2 separate regions of the Gossypium hirsutum genome follow, and region 2 is linked to region 1. The links are chromatin contacts, called in public Hi-C maps. All regions are on one chromosome and are shown on one strand. Each heading gives the region's core, a stretch centred on a gene start, on an enhancer-like site or on the middle of the called end of the contact. The rest is flanking DNA. Distances are from core to core; before and after follow the strand shown.

The links. Hi-C and Micro-C count contacts between places; a contact is called where the count stands out from the background.
Region 2: a contact with region 1 is called in a Hi-C map of hypocotyl, with 2.4 times the contacts expected there. The contact joins the enhancer-like site here to the promoter of LOC107909709 in region 1. A contact is called at or near these places in 2 of 34 Hi-C or Micro-C datasets (hypocotyl and leaf).

What each region holds. Positions count from the first base shown.
Region 1 is chrD02:59,846,885-59,852,708 of Gossypium_hirsutum_v2.1, forward strand. It overlaps LOC107909709, which reads left to right and starts at 2,445. Exons shown (of 15, transcript XM_041088909.1): 1 at 2,445-3,136; 2 at 4,034-4,192; 3 at 4,323-4,434; 4 at 4,544-4,681; 5 at 5,388-5,492. The coding sequence starts at 4,173.
Region 2 is chrD02:60,064,774-60,070,597 of Gossypium_hirsutum_v2.1, forward strand. LOC107909706 (plant intracellular Ras-group-related LRR protein 3) reads right to left here. Exons shown (of 3, transcript XM_016837337.2): 3 at 3,487-4,399. The coding sequence ends at 3,751. Among protein-coding and RNA genes, the nearest start is that of LOC107909706, 4.4 kb to the right of the region's middle. Within about 2 kb of position 2,643, at least 8 of the 9 cell types and tissues checked have an H3K27ac peak or open chromatin away from gene starts, as enhancers often do. A contact at or near this core is called in hypocotyl and leaf, where this site is marked.

The DNA of each region.
Region 1 (5,824 bases), core at 1,195-3,694:
GTAGAGGAAGATGATAGATACAGAGAAGAGCAAAATGAGGGAAATTATCACGAGTAACAATAGGAGAACTTTTGCGAGCCATAAATTGTGAGGTCGTTGAGGGAGAAGTAGGAGTGGTGGCCATTATAGCAGAGGGCCTAGCATGATCTGCCCTCCTTTTGCGACGAGACTATAACTTGCCACTATCTACTTTCTCTTCGTTCCTGGACCACGCTAACAACCCCTATATCAATCCTGCGCTTCATGCGCATGTCCCTCAGAGCAGCTCATAGGTCTATAACTTCGTTAATTTCTCAAGATATGTTGGTAGTTTCTTTAGAGTCATCTCTTGAATTGCGAGTTGTGCTTGCACTACCAACAATCCTAGTATCAGCAAGATCAATTATCAAATTAATATTGGTATCACTTTCTGCTTGCGATGAGACTACCAGAATCCAGGGAAAAAGCCTCATCCTACAGTAACTGTAAAAGAAGTTCTTGGTTTCCTCTTTAAATCCTATTAGAATTAGACTCAAGTCATCGTTGGCATCATTAGCTACATAAAGCCATGTCCATCTTTCAAGGTTTGCACCTAAGGCTTCAGTAACTTCCCTACTGTCACCTCGCTTGTGTCCATTGGGGCTAAGACCCTCCAAATAGTATCAAAATTCATTCCTCACGATTATAAGATCTTCGATAACTAGGAAACTGCCAGCACAAAGCCTTTACAACAGGGCAGAACCACCATCTATCCTAACAATTCGCCTGAATGAACACATGTCCCTACTTGGTGCGGACCACTCTGTAGGAAAACCAAACTCGTCTGCGATCCTACATCTCACCCTAATATATTTTCCCCAATTCATCCAAAGATTATCACATTTGTTCTCAATTATGGTCTCGCTTTTACCGCAAGAAGAAAAATAGTAAAAGCTCGATGAGTTCCCTCGACCTTGGGCTTTTAACAAATATAAGCTTTGGAATACCGCAAGCTGTGGTGCTTCGTTATGTTAGCAACAATCAATAAAATAAGTCACTGAGATCCATTAAGAGAACTTGCAAAATTGATCGGGAGCAATTTGGTAATATTGAAGAAGATGACAGAAGAACAGATGCAATGGCAAGTGGAACGCAACTTCTAGAGTATGGAAGTAAAGCTGAAAGCTGCCGTCACTGGTATCACTAAGCCTGTGAAGCCCCTCAAGGATGGAAAATTCATAAGTAAAATTAGGGATTTGAATCCTTCGTGCAGTCAGAACTCGACTCATTTCTTCCTCTTTTGTAGCGCAGACAAAGAAATTGGCTTTTGCAAGGACTTTTGAAGCATGCTCTCACGGTGGACAATGGGGAATTATCCAACCACCAGCATCCCTCATTTTGACATGTTTTTATGTAGAAAGAAAAGAAAAGGAAATAAGATGTTACCTTGAAGAAAATCTCGATCAAGCCTGTTTATAGGAAATGTTAAGATTGTGAGTTTAGGGTTTCTAAAACCCCCTTTTAAATAAATTTCTCTTCCTAGCGTTTTGACGATTCAAATGATGAGGAACACCAACGGTTAGATACAAACGGACGTGATCCACCCGTACACGTGGCAAAGTTAACATCATGTCCCAATAGTTGCTGCGTATTCAACAAGGCTATATAAATGCGAAGTGATGGCTCTAAGGAGCGCCATTTTACAACCCTCCTTAGACCTACTAAGGGGGACTAGATTGTTATGTACTTATAATCACCAAGCTGAGAACCAGATAAGGTCCAGGTCGCCCACCTGTGACCCGGAAGTTTGCAATGGGAGCTTGTAGTCTCAGTTCGCACATGCCACGAGGTGCTTGCAAAGGGAGCTCGTTGTCTCAACTCACATATACCCAAGGAGTTTGCATGTGGGGGCCACGAAGTCTAGCAGACAGCCTAGAATAGTACATGTGTCCTGCATGCATAGAATCTACTAAAAACGTCAAATTCCATGAACAGTAATCATGTATATAAATATTTGATTTTTCCCTTTAATGAGACACAACGAAAAATTACTTAACAAAAATAAATTATTTACTATGACATCAGTGATTCAATCAATAGTAAAAGAGAGTGTTTATTTGATGTTTTGAGTTCAAATTTTATTATACCTATATATATTTGGAATTTATTTGTTATTTATTATTTACCATTTAAAAAACTTCAATAAAGTGCTTTTACTTTGTTTTTCTTTGGAATTTATTTATTATTTACTATTTTCATAATCGAGACCTATGAAAATTAAAAAAAAAAGGGCTCTAGATTTAAGTCTAATAAAAACGGAATGAAATTTCAAATTTGATTTAAGAGTCCGGCGTAAATGCAATACTTAAAAGTATTATTGACCATTTAAAAAACTTTAATAAAGTGCTTTTATTGATTAAAAAATTGAACATGAATTATAGTTTTTGATTTATTTATTTTAGGCACATGCGTAACTTTTTTCATTTGTTCCTTCACACGCTTTTATTCCGATTGTACCTACACCCAAAACAAAAATGAGAAGAGTAATTTTAAGACGGTTAAGAAAATTAGTTGGCAGGAAATCTAGGAAGTTTCAGTTGGGGGCTCGAAATTTGAATGTCAAAACCCTCCCCCATTACACCTGTCCATTCACCCATTCATCTAATATATATGTTTAACTTCGTTCCAGGGTACTATTTACATATTAACTACATTTTTCTTTTAAATATTTATATAGCGAAAAAATAAGAACCCAAATTCTAATTTCAATCTCTGCTCATCAAAACTTAAAAACAGTAGAATCATTTTTCTCTCTTTTTCCTTCATTTGCTCTGTTACTTTCCCCAGATTTTATAAAATCTTACGATTTCTTTTCATCTACCAAAAAAGTAGTACAGAAAAAAAGGATAGAATTCTTTTCTTTTTCTTTTTTTTTTCCCGGGAAACTGAAATCAGTTTCAGGTCTTTTTTCCTTCACGTTTTCTATTTTTTTTTCTGTTAGTAAGGCAATCAAGAAGTTCGTTCTTTCAATTCTCGAGAGAGAAGCATAAACTTATTTCTTGCATATTTTCAGTTGAAGAGGAGAAGGTGATTTTTCTCGTGATTTAGAGCCATTTTAAATACAGTTTCAGTTTCCATCAGATCCTTTTCAGTTCTTCTCAATTATCTTTCCATTCAGGTAAGTAAATATTTGTAATTTCTTTTCTTTTATTTAGCTTAGTTTTCCGTTTATTTCTCGAGGAAATTCATCGTCTCACCTGCAGCCTATACAAGCATTCAATTATTTTAAACCTTTCTAATTAGATTTTGAATCTTTGATTCGTTATTTTAGTGTATCCGTTTTTCGCTCGTACTTGTTTTCTTTCTTTTCTTTTTTATCTGGTTAATGAATTTTATTTATTGTTTGAAATTTTTTGGACCAAAAAAAAGTAATAGGAAAGGAGTTGAATCTGAGATTTTTAAAGGAATCAAACCTGATTTTAAGCAAACTTTGAGGTCAGGTTTATGTTTTTGGTCATTTTGTTCAGTATTATATTTCAACCTAAGCAAGGCACGGTTATGCTATTAACTAAAATAAAATAAAATCTCGGTATTGCAGTTTTTTAATTCTAGAATTGTAGGATATTAGTTTAAAACAAGAAGGGAAAGACACATGTCTACTTGATTATGGAGTTAATAGAATTTATGATAGGAATTTCTCTGGTTTTGTGATTGTCCGGCGACCGTGATCTTTTGTCCAGGGGATAGCACATGGTTGTTTGCTTTGTTGCGTTACTATTTGAGGGTTATGTGAAAGAGGTTCTTAGACGCTTCTTATGGGGATTCTTGCATCTTTTTACAATATAATAAGATCCTTGGGTTAAGTGTTAAAGGCCGGCCTAATTAGCTTGTGTTTTCCTGTCTGCATAAACTGGTAAAATTGATTCAACTAGGATATCAGCTTGGACTTAGGTGCCATTCCCATGAAGTTGCTGTTTGAATCTCAGTTCTTGTTAGTGTGCATCTTGGTTTCTTTTAACTGTAACTATTGTTTTGCTTCATCATTTTAGTTTTAATAAAAAAATTTGTTATTCAGGTCCTTTTGCTGAGGGTCTCTCTTTGTTTCATGGAGAATGGGCAACTGAATGCCTGCTAATTAATGCTCAAAGGCTCTTGCAATCTGAATTGCCCATAGTTTGTTGTGAATATACAATTCAGACGAATTTTTAAATAGAATGGGGATCTTTACACGCAGGTGCATGACTTATGGCGCCTTTTTAATTAAAAAGAATAAACTTCATATTGTGTCTAATTGTGTATATCTATAGAAAATGTTACTTAGATGTGGAAGTTATTTAACTTTTATTCCATCTTGGTGACTGCAGTACGGTTAGTAGAAAGCCAAATGAGAGCATGAGGCTTATTGTGACAACATTTGTTGGAGTAGTTTTTGGCTTCTTAATTGGATTATCTTTCCCAAAATTGTCATTAACAAAGGTAGGCTAACCATTTCCCCCTTTTAATTTCATTTTCATTATTATGCATCTAGCAATAATTATCTTTCTCATCTGCGTAATGGAACTTTTGTGCTGTCTGAATTTGGCAGTTCAATATATCATCTGGCATTCTTACGACCATTGATATCAAATACACCGAATATACCAACTCAGTCCCCTCAGGCTCAACTCCTTTGCAGCATCCAATTGATAATAATAGAAGCTCTGCTAATGCCACATCAAAGAAGGTATTTCTACTGGATCTGGAGATACAGGTTCATTGAACCAAATCTCTTAATGCTTAGCGTTAGTAAATAAAATTTGTGGAATAAGGTTCTGGATAGTTTTTCGCAGCAGTTTTCAGGTATCTTCGGGTGATTATCGTCCTGTAAAGTTTCAATACCTGACTGGTCTTTTCTCGTATTACCTGTTTACCAAAATTTTGGTATTTGAGGGGACAGTAGAATTCATTGGATAGTTTTCTTCATGACATTTTGTATTCTTTGAAGTTTTAAAGAGAGAGTGGGAGTTTTTCCTCGGGGAAACAAGGATAGTGTGGTTCACATGCCATTCAAGCTCCTGAATGTAGGAGCATTTTCTGTTCCATTTATGCAAAAATAAACCTGATAGTTCCTATGGTAATACATATATGCCTTGGTTTACCTCTAGAATACATCCATTCGAAAACTGAATAAACACTATTTTGAAAAAAAAATTGGCACCTATTGCTTGTTCTTAGCCCAGCATGTTTCAATACTTGAATGAACATGTGCATTTATCATCTATATTTATATGCAATTTCTCGCATAACCAGATGCATCACTGAATTCATCTCTTACTATCACCATGTTCCTAAATGATGTGATTTTTATGTTTGATGATTTTGTAGGACCTGAATTATATAGTGCTACTCTAATATGCCAAGTTCTTATGCTTCCTTTATGACTGATGCAGATTTGGGTCCCATCAAATCCTCGAGGTGCGGAAAGACTACCACCTGGAATTGTTAAAGCTGAATCAGACTTATACTTACGCAGATTGTGGGGCAAGCCGAATGAGGTGTGTTTACTTGAACCCTGAATTCCTTTCAACTTTCTAATGCACACATGAATAAGTTTATCTCTGGTCTGTAAAGATAAATTGCTTTGGTTTAGACCGAATAAGTTTTAGAAATGATATATCACTTCTAAAACTTTTGGAAACATCTCTTATTACAAAACCTACCGGGTATATGCTAAATTCTAACTGAAACAACTGAATAAATGTGGAATTGTTGAATGTTTGTTACATAATAAAGGGAAGGGGTTGGGGTGGTGGAGGGGAATAGTAGTGATGTATTTTGGTATCTTAGCCAATAGCCAGTGAACTTGGATATATGAAATTACTCACTC
Region 2 (5,824 bases), core at 1,393-3,892, 220 kb after region 1:
ATAATAATATTTATAGACTCGAACATAAAAAATGGAGTTTCGGAACTATCATTTCTGAATCCACTGAAAAAGAGGCTGTTACATAATTTATCCATGGAAAGAATTAAATTTTCTCACAGGAAAATTAAAGTTTTAATTTTGTGATTGGTTCAAGATTAATAGCCCACCTTTTTAGCAACCGAGGGTTTGAGGATAATTGAAAAAATCGTTTAGTTGAAAGTTATAAATTGACAAATCTCGCTAGACCAAAACACAGGTTTTAAATTTGGTAAAATTTATTGGCATGAACAACACAATAAAAGTTCGGTTTTATGAAAATTTTCAAAATCCCACTATTCCTATAACCATTTTTTGTAACTAATTTTTCTCTTTTCTTCATTTTCTTGCTTTTCTATTCAAATCTCTTAAGAATCCAGCACTCTAACTTTGAGTTTTTGTTAAAACCTCCTAGAAAGCAACCTCTTTGTTAGATTTTCACATTCAAATCCTCCAATTTCATATAAGGGTTTGTGTGAGCCTTGAGAGGGAGGACTTTAATAAGGTAAAGAATGGTGTTTTTCATCTCTTTCTAGTCGGAAAGTGATGCCATTAGTAAGGCTATTGAATAATGTTGCTGTGAATTGGGATTGATAATGTTAGTATCAATGATGTTACCATGCTTAATGTTGAATGCAACATAAAAATTTGAAATGCCTTTTGAAGCTTACGAGGAAATAGATCCTTATTTTAGAGGGGGAATTTTCATGGGATATGGGGGTGCTCGATCATCATGAGTGGGAGGTTGTTAGAATGTTTTGCCTTTTCTTAGAAAAATTTCATACCCTCACAACAAATTTCTTAGGTTCTTCTTACGTCACCTCTAATTTCTTTCTTGATCATGTTTCCACCTTATATTTAACATTAATAGAATGACAATTTTGTCTTGACCTTGATTTGAATATGATGACTAAAAGAATGAAAGAGAAATATGAGAAGTATTAGGAAATATTGATAAGACAAACACGATAGTGTACATTGCTTCTATTCTTGACCTAAGCAATAAACTTCCCTTTATAGAGTATTTGATGATGAAGATGTATTCGAAAGAAAAAACTTGTGTAATTATGAATCAACTTTAACAAGCGTTGGAGGAATTATTCGATGAATATAATAAGTAGAAGGAAGCTCTGCTAGAGGTAGTTGGTGAAAGTATCCAAGTGAGTCAAGTTGCACAATTGACCGTTGAATCATTGTTACCAAAGTCAGTAAGCCTTAGGTAGGAGTTTAAGAAGTATAAGATTGAATAAGGTAAGGAAAAGTATACATCAAAGTTGGCTAATATTTGAATGAGCAAGTAGAGGACAATGAGGATGAAGATTTTGATGTCCTTTGGTGGAAACATAACTAACAATGGTTCCCTATCCTATCTATCATATCTTGTGATGTAATGGCAATTCCAATATCAACAGTGGTCTCAAAAGCTGCTTTTAGCACTTACGGACGTTTTCTTGATGCATATAACTCTTAAGGATTGTGCAAGAATTTATTTTTGTTCAAGATTCAACTTTTCTTGATCCAAACACTCTTAATATATTTTACCCTGAGCTGAACACGGAACAATTTGAAAACTTTGATTTGGGTAATTTACTAGCACTTTAGTTACACCATAAACTCATTATTTATTTATTTTATTTGAAGCATACTAATACAATTGTTCTTTGTTTATGTACGTCCATGGATCCCATTGTTAATTAGAGGTAAATCATTTTTAGAACTAACTTCATATTGATATTTTTATACATATATTTATTGTATTTGAAGGTGAATGATGGCTTTGGGGTAGGGAATTGTGTAAGATTTGTTGTTGTTATGATCATCATGAATTTAGTGAACTTATTTGTTATTTGATGTTAAATGTAGTGTTTGAGCTTTTTAGATTGCATTTGCATTTACGCATTATCATGTTGGCACTTCGTAGTAGGCTTTTGTGGATTTGTATTTGTCTAAATCTGTTAAGTGTAGATTATATGTAGTGTTGGCACATGATAGTAGTCTTTTGTGGAGTAGAATTGGTACCCGCACCTTTGTATTTGGACTACATATTAGTGCTTGGAATTATTTAATGTCGGATTTGCAACTAAAAAAAGGAGCTTAAGCTCTACTTTGATTGGTTGTTTCAAAGACAAAATATTATAGGGAAAAAAACGATGGACTTAAAGTTAGTTAATTAGATTATAATTTAATGATGTAAATTATGGTCAGTTAAATTGGTTTAATAGGGTATACCCTCCCTTAGATGCAAAATGAGATTTTTAGGTGCCAGACAAAAAGAACAGAAGCCTATGAAGTTGTATGTATGAGGAGGATGACGTAGAATAGGTAAATGAAGGATATGATCGGATGTGTAATGTAATTGACGACAACAAAAGTCGGATGGTATTGTTTTAGCTATTATTTTCCTCAATACCATTGTATTAAGAAATTGGAAGTACAGAGGAGATACGCCGCCAGATCAGATGATATGCTGGTTCAAAAATAGACGGCCAGGATATTTGTTTGCAGAGATTTGTCTTTTGAAACTGACGGCATCTGGGTCCACCCGATTACTGACACGTGTTTACAATTACGGATTTTCTGCCCAGATTTTACCTTTATGATTCAGAGACAGAAACTCAGAGGTGGTCTCATCAAGTGGGAAAGCATCTATTTAAAACCGACGGCCTGCCCTTGAAAGTGACTTGTTGATTTGAGTGCTTTACTTTTTGTTGGTTTGAAACCAAAAAAAAAACACACCTTGTAGGTTTTCGGGATTCATTCTTCTCTTTTCTGTTGTTCTTATTATTTTATTGATTAAATTAAGTGATATTGGGATTCATTCTTCTCTTTTCTGTTTTTCTTATTATTTTATTGTTCCACCTTTATATCCATCAAAGGTAAGAGCTCTCACATGGCACCCTTTATCAACCTTGTATAACATCTAAGAGTAACCTTGAGAGACCACAGAAAAAGTTGCAGATCAGACCCATTGCAAACTCAACAATGGGTTCCAAACGTGAATGTGAAAACATGTCCAATTCAGTAAATGCATGAGGCTTTAAGACGTGCACCAGCGGATTGACGTGATGCTCTCTGTTCTTACAATTGTTCCCACGTCTTAAATTCTAATGTTCTACCAAAATCCCCACGTTCTTTGTACTGCAAAAAGATGTTAGAACTAGCAAGTACGGGGCAAACTGTAACAGTAATAACGCCTCACTTTGGACTTCAGAAGTGAGTCCACCTCCGTTCTCTTTACAATCATAACATGTGCTTAACTGAACCTACTCTGTTTTGATAATTACTCCACAAATTTGTATTATTTCAAACACACATTTATCCTGAGAGGATTCTAACTATCACCTTCATCAACACAAATCAGGGTCAGGTCGGCATGAGGCAAACTTAAAACACACACACACAACAGTTGACCTATCGTAGCCACCATGCATATTCAACAAAACAAGAAAGGAAAATAAAAACACTCAACTACATTGTCAAGTTTAAGAAAACAACCTATTTATTTTGGAGTTAGCAGCTTAAAGGAGCCAAACCCAACGACGGCTTTGAAGCCACTATACACAAATCACATTGCGTCTATTCAGCTCCCACGCATGTATATCCGGGGTATCCTCATTATTACAGAGCATATATACACAAATCTTGTAGTTGCTAAGCTACTCTTATTTGGCTACTGGAATCTCTTGAAACAGCTACACATCGAGCACCAAGAGATCACAGTTGTTGATCCAGATACGGATCCCTAGGAGCCTTTGGCCCACTCAGGTATTCCCCAACACTTTGGGAAACCCCAGAGATGGCGTTACTCACCAATGAAGTTCCCCATGACAACCATCCCATCTGACCTTGCTGATTACTTGCTTCAAGATTGATTCTCCTTTGCTCCTCCGTGATTATGTCGAGCCACTTTTTCGACATGTAATCTTTCACAGCATCAGCCCCCTTATTTGCTATCTCAATGGGAGGCACTATGAGCGGATTCTGGTCCAAATTGAGCTTCACTAGTTTCCCAAGGCGGCCGAATGTGCAAGGCAGAGCCCGGATTTGGTTGTTGCTGAGATCGAGTTCCCGGAGATTGGTCAGATCACTAATAGTATCAGGAAGTTCTGTGAAGTCATTGAAATTACTACTAAGGTTCAGGACTTCAAGTTTTGTCATTCTCCCAATCACTTGTGGCAAGCCATGAAGCTCATTGAAATGAGCATCCAGATACCTCAAGGACCTCATTTCACAGATTGATGATGGTAGGAAGTGGATCTTGTTCAGCTGGATTGACAGCTTTTCAAGATTTAGGAGCCCATATCCAATATTGTTAGGCAGAAATGTAAGGTTGTTAAAGCTTGCATCCAACTCAACCAGTGAACTGCAAAAGAATGATGGACTTTTATCACTCAGGCAAGACCATGAGCACAGTAACTGAAAGTAACAAAAGCTACTAAGAATAGTAGGTAAAGATACACAAACCCCCAAGATAAACTGGAAAGGTCGCAAATCCCCCTCCAGTTTGAAAATGCTATTTTACCCCCTTTGATATGAACAGAGGTTAGTCAGTTTGATAGTCTAATTAGTATTGAATGCCCCAGCAACTAAATTTGCCATTTCAGCCAACCTTTTTTTTACACATTAAACACTAATTTATGCTTTAAATAGTATTTTAGCTTAAAACTTTAAAATTAAGGGGCAAATTCTAAATTCTATTTAATCCTCTCTATACCTATGAGAAAACAAAAACTTTTTTTTTTCCTTTTTAAAGGATAGTTAAGCAATATCAGGAATCATTGGATTTTTCATTGGAACACTTTTTCTCAAACAACAGGTCATTGCCAATCAGCCAAGGACTTCAAAGTTACTCTATTGATCATACCTTTATGCATGGGCCATGACTTATGTTACCAAATTCGGGGTGCCCAAATTTTCTAGGTGTTTTTATTGTCTTCATATATTTGGAGGATTGTTCTCTCAAACCCATCTCCAAATATGTGCTTGACACAAGTATTTAAGGGAAAATGAAGAGTTGAAGTAATGTAAGCCATGACCATATTTCATTCTCAAAAAAGTAGATAACTTTTGAGTTATATTCCCTATGATTCAGAAACTTTTGTGGTTGCCTATAATTGACAGTTACTTGTTCTTCAATTTTTGATAAAAAGGATGAAATGGCCCGATAATGGACCCAGATTTGGCTTTGGTCCAGTATGTAGTATCAACGCACCCAAATTCACAACTATAATTATAAGAATATTTGAAACCACTAATCAAAATCAAGTCTCAAAATGGATAAAAATTCAAATATCTTACCTCACTAGAAATATAACCAAAATTTTCAATGGAATTGTTATGTGGATGTAACAGAACCCAAATTCTATGAATACCAAACCAAAGGGAAAGATATTTTAGAAGCACAATTGACTTGGGAAATTTTGCTCTTCAACCCAGAACGAGAGTGAGAATCACTGTGTGTATTTTCTTTTCCAATACATTTGAAGAGGAAGGCTGAACTTCTACATTAGAGAAAGAGAAGATTTTTTTTTTTGATGAATACAGATGTTTAGCTAGAATTTACGGCTCTTTTTTGCTCTAATGGTTTAGGGTTTAATTTGTTAAAACAGGGGGTTTGTGTAGCATCGGGACTAATTAGATTAATAGACTGACAAACTCCTTTTACTGGCAAGGGGACACGTTTGGCTTTCAAAACAGATACGTTTTACTCATTCCTACTTTATCAGGATTGGTTTTTGCATTTCACTCCTGGAACAGTAATTTGAGAACAAAAGTAGTACAAGAGTGA